Linked DNA regions of Mus musculus: region 2 is linked to region 1. A link is a contact called in public HiChIP or PLAC-seq data. All regions are on one chromosome and are shown on one strand. Each heading gives the region's core, a stretch centred on a gene start, on an enhancer-like site or on the middle of the called end of the contact. The rest is flanking DNA. Distances are from core to core; before and after follow the strand shown. Region 1 holds the start of Spon1 (spondin 1, (f-spondin) extracellular matrix protein). Region 2 overlaps Spon1 (spondin 1, (f-spondin) extracellular matrix protein).

Region 1 (6,530 bases), core at 3,428-5,927:
CATTCAAGACTGAGGAGGTCCTGCATGGCCTAAACTGAACCTCTGCTTATGGGGAAAGGCAATACTGAAGTCTATTTAAAAAGGAAGACAGAAGGAGGAAGTGCTGGAAGACTCCATTGCTTTATGACTCTGTGTCCCCTGGTGTGATTGCCAAAATTTGTTGACTCAGTTCCCCTTCAAGGAAGTCTCACTACTCAGAAGGCTGAGGCTAGCCCAGTAAACTGCTTCTACTCCCAAGTCAGTTAAGAGTTGGCATAGAGGACTAGTGAAGAGCTGGGTCCTGTCTCACACTTTGACTGTGAGGAGCCTTTCTGGTGCTCAGTTTCATCTATAAAACAGGAACAGAATAAACTGCAGGACTGTGAGGAACAAGGGAGCCGAGTGAGGAGAAGTTAGCACAACGTCTTCTCTGTTGTTAGAATCCTCTCATAACATGTATCTCTGTGTATTTATATATGTGCACACACAAACATACACGCTGTACCCACTGTGTGCTGACCTCTTTAATCCTTATTTCCGGTCCTCATGATGCTTTGGGGGTGCCCTCCCCCCAAATGCCCTCACTTTACAGACAGGGAAACTGGTTTAGAGACATGTCATGGATTGCCTGCAGTCACATAGTAACTATGAAGAAATCCCATCATGAACGTTTGCATCATGAAATCCTATGTATTTTCTAACAGGCTGAGGTCCCTACTCACACTGGCAGTGTGTGTCCCAAACTGGGACAAAGAAGAAACGGCAAAGCTGCCTTGGAGGTCCCCAACCCTCTGGGTGTAGAATAAATCCCCCAATTATGCCTGCAGTTGGGCTAGCTTTTGAAATCTCTTGAACATTCTTTTCCCATCAAGTTCCTTGAAATTTCCCCTTTAAAGAGCATCTAGAAAAAGACACTCTCGTCAGCCTGACTTTATTTTCCCAATAAACAGACCTTGCTCAGACAAAAGAGCCTCCTTGATTTTCAATCAATTCGTGAACATTTCAGCTGATTTCCTGCTATTTGGCTTGAAATTGTGATCTGGGAAAGGCTGGCTCTGTAAACTGTCGCCCTAGAAGAGAAGCCCCTGGAGTATCCTCAACTTGTTATTTTTAATCACTGTAATCGCCTTTCAAAGGAGGCTCTGGTCAGAAACAGAGCGGGCCTTTCAGAGCTTTCTAAAGCACAATTATAGCACTGGGGTGGGGGGCAGCTAGAGGAAGAGGGAGGGAGGGTAGGGAGCAGGGGTGGGAGAGAAAAGGAAGTCAGACCCGCACTAGCTAGTTGGAGAAGGCTGAATGACCGCCCCAAACTCACCCAGGCTGTGGGGAAGAAGCGCCATGATTCAATTTGTTAAAATAGGGACCTTTTTATTCAAGTCTAGAATAGCCAAAGGCAATGGGGTGGGGGGCAATGGGGCACAGATGCTATTGGATGACAGACTGAAATAAAGGGCACAGATAGGAGGGAGGAGAAGGAGTCATTGATTCCAAGGACAGTGATGGGTGATGGATGCTGAAATGGGGGGAGGGGATTAAAAAGCAAGAGGAACACCAGGGGATGTTAATGTCTAAAACCTGAGTCAAGGCACTTAGGAGAAGACACTAAATTTACTTTAATGTGATATTGTAAGGAACTATAATCTAATGGGAAATGTCACAAACTAAGCTAGTGCCTTTTCTTTATAACTCTGAAACTGCTGTGTTAATTACAGAACACCTACCCAGAAGATTTTAGCATGCCTCTCCCTAGGTCTTTATTTCAAGATATCCTGGCCATTGGAGGGAGTAAAGACGTTATCCCCACCTACAGCCTGAGCAGGTATCACCATATTTCAAAACTCAAGGGTATAGTCCAGGGCCCCGGTCTGGTCTCAGGTCATCTCTGCTAGGCCTTGGCTTTACCTAAAACTTCTGGAACTTCTCTGGACATGTGATTGTGGAATGTGCCTCCCTCCCAGCGCTGAAGTGTGTGCTCAGCCAAACAGGACTGGTATGAGAGGGGATTCCAGGATGTTCCTGCTTAGCCAAAATCAACACACACACACACACACACACACACAGAGAGAGAGAGAGAGAGAGAGAGAGAGAGAGAGAGAGAGAGAGAGAGAGAGAGAGAGAGAGCGCCCTCTTCTTGGGTTTAAATTAAGAATAGTCATAGACAAGTATGAAGAAATCACCATTCACTCATTCATTAAATAAATTCATGAGGAGCCAGAAAAGGGCAACCATTTGTTCTCTGGTAGTTGGACTGGAGGAATGTTGACAAACTTTTCAACCAGAAGAGAGCACACACTGAATGCAATGAGCGGAGACAAAAAACCCCCATTTTTAAGTCAATAAAGAAAAGTCACTCTACCTAAACTAATGAATATTTGGGAACCTGCTGTCTCTTTGACACACTCACCTTTGTATGAGAACACAGCTTTTTTTTTCCAGGCTAGGAAACAGGCTCAGGCAAATCAAATGGCTTGCACGAAGTCACACAGCTGCTAAACCCAGGCCCTCTCATTCCCAGTCATCCCTTTCCCTCTGCTTTCCCAGTTAACTCAGGACTGTGTGCAGGGGGCCCTGAGGCGTTCTTGCCTTTTGGTCTGACCTGCCCCAGGTTAGGCGAGTATCAGTTTGTCCTGCACTGCCAGGTCTGAGACTCCTTTCACCAAGCTGTGTGCTTCCTCCCTGGCTGGGAGCTTTTTTTTTTTTTTTAATCCAACATCTTTCTTCGGAAAGAAGGATCTTGTGGACTCCTTAAGGAACAAAGCCGATCCTGGTCAAGGGCTGAGGGGCTGAGGGAGTCGGTGCCTGGAGCCTGAGTGCATAGTTTGGAGTGGAGAATTACAACTCCACCAACCCGACCAGGAAAACAGAAGCCACTTTCTGGGAAGTGCAGTCGCTGGGTCTGGTACTGCCCCAAACTTTCTCCCAGTGCTCCCAACCATTTCCTCTCGCAACTCTCTGGGGGAACCAGGAAGGCAGCAGCTGGAAGCCCAGTTCTTCCGCCAAGTTCTCCAGTGATCTGCTCTTCCCCATCAGGCACCAAGCAGACTTAGGGCTCTGGAGGAGACCCTAGGTAAAATATAGTAATTTTCCCCAGGGTCCTGCCTGGGGACAGCCAGCTAATGCTTGTTTAAAAAAAAAAAAAAAAAAAGAAAGAAAGAAAGAAAGAAAGAAAAAGGAAAAGATATCTGGGGAGCCTATAGACCTACTAAGCAGGGAGTGTGAGGATGGAGGAGGAGGTGACTGGAGTCTTCAGGTGGGTGTGGGCCTAGCTGTTGGTCATGCCAGAAATCGCCCACCTGCTTGTACTGCCTTTCCCTGTGCTCTGAGCCCTACTCTCTACTGAGCTGCGTAAAGCTGGGCATCCCCAGGGCGCACAGCGTCTAGGCCGCCAGAATCAGAATCGCGTTCTGGGAATCCTGGGTCTGTTTTCTATCGTCACATTCCACCTTCCATTGAGAGACTACCCGTGTTGGGTTGTTTGTTTGTTTGTTTGTTTGTTTGTTTTTGAGGACCCTATTGCCATTGAAACCTGTCCTGGAAATCCAAGGGTCTCTGTCTTCTCCTGGGACATAAGAGAGTAATTCGGGGATCTTTCTGTGGACCCTTCAGGTTCCTCCTTCCCCTAACCTGAGACTGGTTAGGGACCCATCCAGGAAGTGAGAGTCCTGCTTGATCTAGAAGCTGGTATCTCTCCTTCGAGGATGAAAACCATGGGAAGAGATGCCCTACCTGGGACCCACCTGAGAGTACCCTCTTCCCCAGAGAGCGATAAGGAGAAATGTGTGTGTGTACTTCACTCTCGCCAACAGCTGGAGCGAAGTCGGGCTCCCTCCCAGCCAGGCTGGTGTGATGTGTGGCTCGGCTGTATTCCCCGGCTCGGGAACCCTGCGTTGGAGACCGGGGCTGTCTCTCCTGCCTGTAGCCTCCCCGACGGCCCCCTCCTCCCCCGACACTGTCTTGTTGGGTATAGTATAGAGCTGGCAGCTAAGGGGCTCAGGGCAGCCAGGTCACGGCCCCGGGCTGGGATGCGCAGACGTGGTACACTCGGGGACTGCGCTCCCGGCTCCAGCCTTGCTCGGGTCAGTGCCCTAGGGGTTCCTAGATCTCCGGTCCCCAACGCCATTCCACTCACCTCGGTAGCTGCTTCCTGGCTTATAGAAGTCAGGGTCGCCTTCCACGCGGAGGCTGAACTCCGTGTATCCCTCACGCCGTGTGCCCTGGGCGCGCAAGATGCGGCTGCAGTAGCCCTCCGACTTGGTCACTTTGTCCAGGGTCTCATCTGAGAAAGCTAGCGCTGCGGCCAGGGGCAGCGCGAGGGCCAGCAGCGCCGGACCCCGGCTAAGCCTCAGGGACACGGGAGACAGCCTCATCCTCGAGGGCCCCCCAACTTTATGCGGATGTTGCAGACCCTGTCAGGACACTCCTGCTCCAAGTGACGGGAGCTGCAGAGGCGAAACCTGGAGGAGCCCGGGTGGCGCTGGCGGTGGGGAGACCGTGCCCGCCTCGCTTTGGCGGCTGCGGAGCTGCGCTGCTCTGAGCGGAGCCGAGCAGCGGAGCTGAGGGGCGGGCGGTGGCGAAGGAGCGCGAAGAGGGAGGGCTGATTTGCGCCCGGATCCCCCAGCGCAGTGCTGTTTTGTTTCTGAGCTGGCGATTAGCGGGCGCTCTGGTGTTTGTTTTGTGAAGCTGGATTCCCAGGGTCTGGTGGGAGAGAGCCGGGATACGCAGACACGTGCTGGCTCAATCTACCCTGCCACCAACGAGGCTGCTTCCTCGGTATCCAGTTCCAGCTTGGGTCCTGTGGACCACAGTGCTCTGAGGAGGGAAAGCCTGCCAACTTAACTTTTGTTGCAAACCTACTCAGTGCCAGGCTGCGCTGCTGCAAGGTTTCCCCGCGGCGGCATCAGTCTACCACGTGCACTAGCGCCACACACCGTAATCATTTATTTATAGACAAGCAGATCCCCGCAGGCCACCTTTGCTGTGCTGGCCCGCTGCCTCTTACCAGGCCACCATATAACATATCACGCTAGAGGACCAGCAAGGAGCCCGAGACTTAGGCCCTGAGAGCAGCTGGCACAATGCCTTGGCCATAATTTTGAAGATTTTTTAAAATGTTTTTCTTTTAAAACAAGAGGAAAAGTTACTATTGAAGAAAATATTTTTTGCTACATATTAGTTTATTCAGCAGTGTATCTAAGCAATCATAAACTGTGAGGTTTTAAGAAGGAGGGGGCTTACAAAAATAAGTGTCTATTGCTTAGGAGCCTGGCCATTTTGAAATGTTCAAAGAAGGGCCTGTGTTTTCTTGGCTTAGATATTTAGTTCAGGCTCTTAGCCTCCAGGGACAGGTTTTTGGGAGAGGCCATAAGCCGGAATCTCTCTCAATGTCTCTCTGCCTCAGCCTTGTCATTTATCCATTGTGAGGTTAGGTCAGACATCCTTTCCAAGCGTGTTCCCTGCCCAGGAAGCATGGGGCAGGAGCGGGCGGCAGCTATTGAACCAGAGCTGTGTATGCCGAAATTTGGCAAAATCTCTCATGTGGAATACTTTGCCTCAGGAGACACCCTACTTGAAGATACCTGAATGCCATTGCTGCACACAAGCCTCCCCTGCCCCCAATGCCCTGAAAGGCTGCATTATTCTCCTTTATTCTTCCCAGGGCCTTGAATACTTCTCAAGTGCCTGCATCTAACAAGCAGTTTCGTCCACTTTCCAGACTCGCCTTTCCTCTTCCTCTTAGATTACAAACAGCCCAATAGAGCCATCAATACTGGAAATTCCATTCCTCACCCCATCCACTAACCACTGATCCCTCAGTCCTATGGTGTGACTTGTACTACCACCGTCAACTGGATGCTATCTTTCAGAAGTCACTGAGGAATAAGCCTTGTGGAAGGCCTTGTGTACTTCTCAGCCTTAGGAGAAAGCATGAGAACTGGACCTCAGCCTCTGATCCAACAGACCAGCTCTCTCCTATGTGCATCTTCAGATCTGGACTGTAGAGTGAGCCAGCTGACTCAGGGTTCTAGACTGACTCCATGTTTGGGTTCCCATTCCCCCCAGCAAGCTTTGTTGCATGTACCTGAATCTAGGCTCTATGCCTAGCACTAGAAGACAGGAAAAAAATTCATCCATCCATTCAACAATCCACCCATCCATCATTCATTGAATGCATCCATCTATCCAACCACCATGTCTTTCTTTCCAAATACCTTGGGTAGAGATTTGCTCCTCCACATACACCCATTCATCCATCATCCATCAACCAACCAACCATCCATCCATCCATCATCCATTCATCCATCTATCATCTATCCATCCATCATCCATCCATTCATCATCTATCCATCATCCATCCATCCATCCATCCATCATCAATCTAACCATCTATCCATCCATCCATCATCCATCCATCCAATCATCTATCCATTTATCATCAATCTAACCATCTATCCATCCATCCATCCATCCATCCAATCATCTATCCATCCATCATCAATCTAACCATCTATCCATCCATCCATCATCCATTCATCCATCCATCCATCATCAAT
Region 2 (6,530 bases), core at 2,396-4,895, 62 kb before region 1:
GGCCTTGTTATCTTTCTCTCCATATTTTCAATTTCATTGATTTCTACTACTTTTAAAAAGTATTTATATGTTGAGAGTGTCCTAGATTTCATTTGCTATAATTTTTCTACTTTCTTGAGGTAAAAGCTCAGACCATTGCGTTTTAGATCGTTATTGAATAATACCATTCAATCTTGTAAATTACCCTCTGAGCACTGTTTTTATAACATCACATATATTTTGGTAAACTGTATTTTCCTGCTCATTTATTTGAAGTATGTAAAAAGTTCTTCTTAGAAATGGGTTATTTACCCTCCAAGTGTTTTGGAATTTTCAAACTTGCTGTTATTGGCTTCCTGTTTAAGTCTGGTGCAGACTGAAAATGGGCACTGTGTGATGTCTGTTCTTTTAGGTTAGTGAAGGCTTGTTTTAGGGCTCCGGATGTGCTCTAGCTTGGCAAACACACCACATAAATCTAAGAATGTGAAAAGTACTGTTTACAAGTGAGGTGGTCGATGCTGCCAGTTAGCAGGCAAGTGATGGTGCAGTTGTCTTCAACTAAGTTCTCAGTACTGTTCCCCCAGCTTCCTGGGTCTGCCCATGCCTGTTAGAGGCCTGTTGAGGTCTCCAGCTTGGCTTTTTCTTGAGATTTTAGCCTTGAATGTTTTTGATGCTCTGTGTTCAAATACATAGATTGCTGTCTCTTCTTCAAGAACTAATTTATTTAAGTCTGCATAATGCTCCTTTTTCTCATAATGACCACTCCTGCTCTGACGTTGTCTGTGATTAAAAGTTTCTTAGCGAGTCACTCTCTGCCCTCTTTTGATTAACACTAGCATGGTATATCTGTTTCTGACAATCTGTCTTTTAATTGGTGCGTTTAGATCACCGAAATTCAAGGTGATTAGTGGATTTATATTTATTACTCCTTTCTATGAGTTATCTTTGTTGCTTCCTGCCCACTTTCCTCCTTCACTCTTTTTCTCCCCCTGTGACTCTACACTCTGTAGACCAAGCAGTCCTTGAACTCAGAGATCTGCCTGCCTCTGCACCTTTAGTGCTGGGATTCAAAGTATATATTACCATACCCAGCCAATACTGAATATTTTTTATTCCATTTCCTCTCCTTTCATAGCTGAACAATTTTAATTATTATTTTTTTAAATCTGTTTGGGAGCTGGAAAGATAGATTAGTTGGTAAGCACATTAAAAAAAAATAAAGATTAGGACCTCAGTTCAGATTCCTAGCACCCACATAAACTTTTGGTATAGTGACACACTGTAACCTTAGCTTGGGGAGTACAGAGATAGGTGGATACTGGAGCTGGCCAGCTAGAGAACTCAGGCAAAACTATAAGGGTCTATGATTCGCCGAAGAATGATACCCCAGACTCCCATAGCATGTAAATGCAGTGTTTTATTCTGCAGAAGTCCAGCATGCTGGGGTCTCCCCATTTCCAAGATAGAGAGACAACCAAAGGAGCTCAAAGGGTAGATTTGAAGCTGGTTAGGGGATTGTGGGGTAGGTGGCCTCTCTCTTACTCCATCTCTACGAGCATTCCATTATTGGGGCATGGGGACTGGAAACTGTTACTGAGGAAGTCTGGGGTAGAACTAGAAACTTGCTGACCCATTGTCCTTGCTTCAGGCTAGGTGGCTGGGCACTTTCTAGTTTTTGACTAGCTGCCTGAAGCCTGGGTGTTGCTGTTGTTGTTGTTGTTTTTAACTGACTTGGCCAGTTTTTGGAAACAAAGAGTTAGGCCTAGTCTCCTTAACTGCCAATTTGAAGCCTGCCATGGAGTCAGCCTGACTCACTCCTCTCATTGGGAGGAACAGAGAATGACAGATTCCTGCTGACCACTGTCCTTCCCATGTGTGCTTGCCTGGGCACTTGCTCCTGCCCTCCCCCACCCCTACCTCACACATGCAAAAACCACATACACCAAAAATAAAAAGAGACAAAAAGCCTGTTTTTAATGGGTAGCCTACAATCTGTGGCATACATTTAGAGTAAATAAAATTCCACTTTCAAATTACAGCAGACTGCTTCACAGGACTGTAAATGCCTTAGGAGAACAAAGGCAGCAGACCCTCTCCTCTCATTCTTTCTGTCGTCGTTGTTGTTCATTTCCCTTAAACAGAAGCTTGCATATGAGCGCATGCACACACACACACACACACACACACACACACACACACACGAGTACACTGCTGATTTTGTTCTGAACAAGTTGTCACCTGTTAGATCAATTAAGAAAAAGAGGGGTTTTTTTTGTCTTCACATTCCTTTTCTGGTGTTCTTCTGAGCTATATCATTTGTCTTCTCTCTGAACACCTTCTAAAAACCATTTTTAGAAATTCAGTTCTAACTAGAAACAAATCCTCTCAGTTTTTATTTGTCTGAGAGAGTCTTTATGTCTTCACTTTTTAAGAATAATTTTGCAGGGTACAGAATTCTCGGTTTGGAGTTCTGTTTTTTTCTTTCTTTCCCTGAATATTTAAAACAAGTTAAATCCTTTCATTCTTTCTTTATTTTCTACTTTTCTGTGGTTTGTTGGTATTTTCTTTTTCTTCGTGTGTATTTGTTTTTAAAACTGGGTTGACTTAGATAGCCCAGACTGACTTAAGGCTCCCTGTCTCTGCTTCCTAGGTCTGGGATGTGGTACCCAACTTTCAGCTGTAACTTCTGCTTTCCTTCTCCCCAGACTCTCACACACATTTTGTACCCTTTGTGCTCATCCCAAAATTCTTAGTTACTGTGTTCTACCTTATTTCTTTCTCTCTGTTTTTTTTTCCTTCCCCACTTTCCCAAAGATGCATCTTTATCTCAGAGATTTCTTCCCCAGCTGTGCTTTCTGCTACAAGTCCACCGACAGCATTCGTCACCGTTCTTCATCTCTGTTATGCTGTTTTTTTGATGGGGAGCATTGTCCGTCAGTCATTCTTGGGCCTGGATTTCCATTTCCTTCCCACCTGTTCTCACCTGTGGTGCGCTTAGCATTTTAATTGCATTGTTTTAAAATTCCTACTATAATCCCAAACTTCCTGCTTATCTGACTCTACCCTGATTCTGAACCTTTTTCTTTTTAAATCCTTTAACAGGCCTTAACCTTTCCTGTTGGAAAGCAGATGTAATAGATGAGGTCAACTGAACTGCCAAACATAGGGCTTTTTATGGGATGTGGGAGGAAAGGGAGTGGTCTCCAGTCCTGCAGCTGGGTCTCCATCCTTTGGTGAGAGTGACCCTGGATTAGGAACATCATCTGAACATCGCATTTTCCACTCTTGGCTGGATTAGGGGCTTAGAGCTAGGTATTTCCCTTGCCTAGGGTTGGCATATCTCCTTCTACTGACAGGCATGATTAAGAGAAGAATGCTTGGCTATCACAAATTACTGGACGCATGAGAGATTTCCCTTCATTTTCCATTGTTGAGAGCTTGGTAGATCTGGCATTAAACTCACAAAACATTCTGGGACCTCCCCATGTCTGGGTCTCTCTGGTGCTTTTAGCTCTTGGAAGGATGCCCAGGGAATCCCACCCCCCACCCACCCCCATAATTCATCTGCCTCAGGGTAGGTTTTCCTGCCCTGGCCAGGGTTGCCATGGAAGGCTTTGCTTTGTTAAGTGGTGATTCTCTTTATTTGCTTGACTGCCTCTTTGATATTAGGGACAGCAAGTGGCTCTTTCTCTTGCTCCTCTCAGGTCCTAATAGTACACCAGCACAGACCAGCCCTAATAAGCAGTGTGCTGTGTTTCTCACAAATCCAGAGGCTAGGAGCCAACGCCAAAGTCTGTTCTTCATAGAGGGCCTCATTGCACCACACCCTCCCACAGTGGGAGACAGATAGGCCCCTCAGACCCCTTGTAAAGGGCCTGAATCAATTACTGATGGCCTCATAATCTAATCGTGTCCAAAGTCTATCTCTAATAGAGACAAGTTGGACAGCATGAATTAGCATGTGGACTTTCAGGGGCTGCAGCCACTCACATGCTCGGGCTCCCTTTGTTGACTTATTTTTCTGCAGTTCCTCAAAAGACTTGGTTTTGTTTTGGGGTTTGTTTATTTGTTTGGTTCCTGTTCATTCAGAATGGACAATGTGGCATCTTTCAGCTCCTTACAGGACAAACCAGCAACCAGAGTCACCTAGTTTTAATGGCACTTTTTCTCACCACCCCCCCTTCATGCAGAGTGAATGTGTAATTTATTATCCAAATCAGATAAAAGGGTCCTTTTTGCGGTGCCGGGGATCAAATCCAGGCTCTCCCAAATGCTCAGTGAGTATCCTACCACTGAACCACAGCCCTTCCTTCCCAAAGAGCCAACAAACAAAACTAAGACTTTGTTAGCCAGTGAGGGTAATCTTAACACATACCAGGCTTCCCCAAATTCACATGGGTCTGGCCTTTCTAGTCTGCCTCCCTAACCCCCGGCCCCATTCCCACTTTGTATTACAATATATTCTGACATCTAGAAAGTCTCGCAAGTCTTTCTTCCTCCATCATCTTTATTAGCATGTTAGATACTTGTGTTTTTTATTCTCAAAGGGTTTGTGCAAGCCCTTTATTGTTGTGGGTGCTGTATCTTTTTAGTTTGATTTAAAAAAAAAAAGTCTTTGTGCTGCTTCATAGAACTTTGGGATCTGGTCGGCGGAGTCCAACCTTATTGTCTCCCAACCCCAGCTCCTCCCCACCACTGCCACAAAGGTCCCATCTCATTCCCAGTCACAGCAGAGGTTTAAATCTCCCTCCAGCCCTCCTCTCTTCTCTCCCACTCGGACCCTCTCACTTGGCCAAAGCGAACAGCCCAGCATTATCAGAACAGACCCTTTCTCTCCCGCCGCCACCACCTGGTTCTCCTCTGTCTGTGTTGACAGAGACACATTCCTTCTCTCTCCCATCTGCCTTGTCTCCTCACACCAACACTTGTCCCTTTTCTCTAGTCCAGATTCAACCTTCGCTGCAAACAAAACCTTTTGCTGAAGCTCTTAAGCACATGCCACTCTTTCCCATTTAAAAGACCCTCTCTTAGCCTCCCCGAACCCCATAACCATCTGATCTTCCCTTTCTCCTTTCCATCATAGCCAAATCTTGACCAAACTTACTGCCTTCACCTCCTCCACATTCTTAAACCCAGTTCTGTGTATTTTCAGTGCATACTATCAAAATGTCTCTGGCTAAACCCTCTGCAATGCTTAATCTATTTGGTCCTGGTCCTTACCAATCTCCCACCCCACCCCGCACTGAGGCTTATCTCCCTAGCTTTCCCCACCCATTCTTTCTCTACTTTCTCTGCCCACTTGCCCTCCTCTGCTGGCTTTCAATAGCTCCAGGCTCACAGTTAAACCCTCTCCCATATGCCTTTGTTCTGTCTCTGCAGGTGTCTCATTCAGCTCAGGGCTTTAATTACTGCCTCTGTGGAGGGATTTCTGAGTTGACACATTTCAAGTCTTGGTGGTCTCTCTGAGCTCCAGGTTCAACCTTTCACCCTTAGTTTCCTTTACTTTGGGATTACACACACACACACACACACACACACACACACACACAAACACACCTCAAAGCCACCTTGTTAATAACTGATCTAATCATGTTTCTCTGACTTTGGTCCTACCCCAATCATACAGTTCAGAAACAATAGATGCCATTCTTGGATCTGCCATTGTCCTCACGCCCCCCCCCCCCCCAAAGACTATTTTTATCTCTCAGCACTTGGGATTCTCCAACCACCTTAACTATTGCCCAGGCTAAGTTGGACTGATATAAACCCACTCTCTCCCCTTGCTCTGATTTTTCCATAGGAAAAGCCAGAGGAACCTTTTAAAAACATGCAGCAAATTTTGAAGTCTTCTTCCCAAAATCACCTCCACAGCTTCCAGAATCACGACTACCATCTTTAGCAGTTTGATCCTGCTCTCCTACCTGAGCCTCACTCGGCTCCATCTCTCTACCCCTGTTCTTCTCGGCTTCTCTGCTTGTGGGCTTCCTCCTGCCAAAGCCTGATCAATGCCTACTTCCTGAGCCTTTTAAAAATCCATGTTTCCTCAGCACTTAGCATGGTGCCTGGCACACATCAGACATGTCATTAAGAATGATGTGTGCAGCCAGCCTCAGGGTCAGTGGGAAACTGGTTCCAGCAATGTGTAAAACTGCACAGTATTTACATATAACATATGCAGATCATTCCTTATAATTTTATCATCTCTAGATTGCCTGCAATACCTATAGAATGGAAGTAGTTATTACAGCCGACTGGAACTTGCCCTTCATTTGGTTTGTGAGACTCCTGCATCTCTGGCTTGGCTACAGTCTCTGTCTGGGCCCCTTTCATTGCAGTCCATGGACTTTGGACTTTGCATGTTGCTTTCTTAGATACTGTTAATGGCCTTGACAACAGTTACAGTTAGCAATTTTTAGTGCTTCCTTCTGGCAAGAGACTTTACATGTATTGTTACCAATTCACCTGAGATCCTGAAGAAGAAATACTATTGGGGAAGCTGCTACAACGTTCCAGTCCCAGAGTGGCAGAGCCTGGGCTGGAGCTCAGGGCTC

The links. HiChIP or PLAC-seq counts read pairs in DNA pulled down with a chosen protein or histone mark.
Region 2: a contact with region 1 is called in an H3K4me3 HiChIP or PLAC-seq map of neural progenitor cells, with 45 read pairs. The contact joins the enhancer-like site here to the promoter of Spon1 in region 1. A contact is called at or near these places in 2 of 39 promoter capture datasets (cranial neural crest and hippocampal neurons), 6 of 484 Hi-C or Micro-C datasets (the HL-1 cell line, bone marrow-derived macrophages, embryonic fibroblasts and 3 more), 6 of 115 datasets of contacts at active chromatin or transcription factors (cardiomyocytes, embryonic forebrain, embryonic stem cells and 2 more) and 2 of 9 other capture datasets (adipose tissue and liver).

The regions. Positions count from the first base shown.
Region 1 is chr7:113,764,145-113,770,674 of GRCm38.p6, reverse strand. Spon1 (spondin 1, (f-spondin) extracellular matrix protein) reads right to left here and starts at 4,677. Exons shown (of 16, transcript NM_145584.2): 1 at 4,109-4,677. The coding sequence starts at 4,346.
Region 2 is chr7:113,825,481-113,832,010 of GRCm38.p6, reverse strand. The region is part of intron 2 of Spon1 (spondin 1, (f-spondin) extracellular matrix protein); the gene reads right to left. Among named protein-coding and RNA genes, the nearest start is that of Spon1, 63 kb to the right of the region's middle. Within about 2 kb of position 3,645, at least 23 of the 459 cell types and tissues checked have an H3K27ac peak or open chromatin away from gene starts, as enhancers often do. A contact at or near this core is called in neural progenitor cells and stem cell-derived neural progenitor cells, where this site is marked.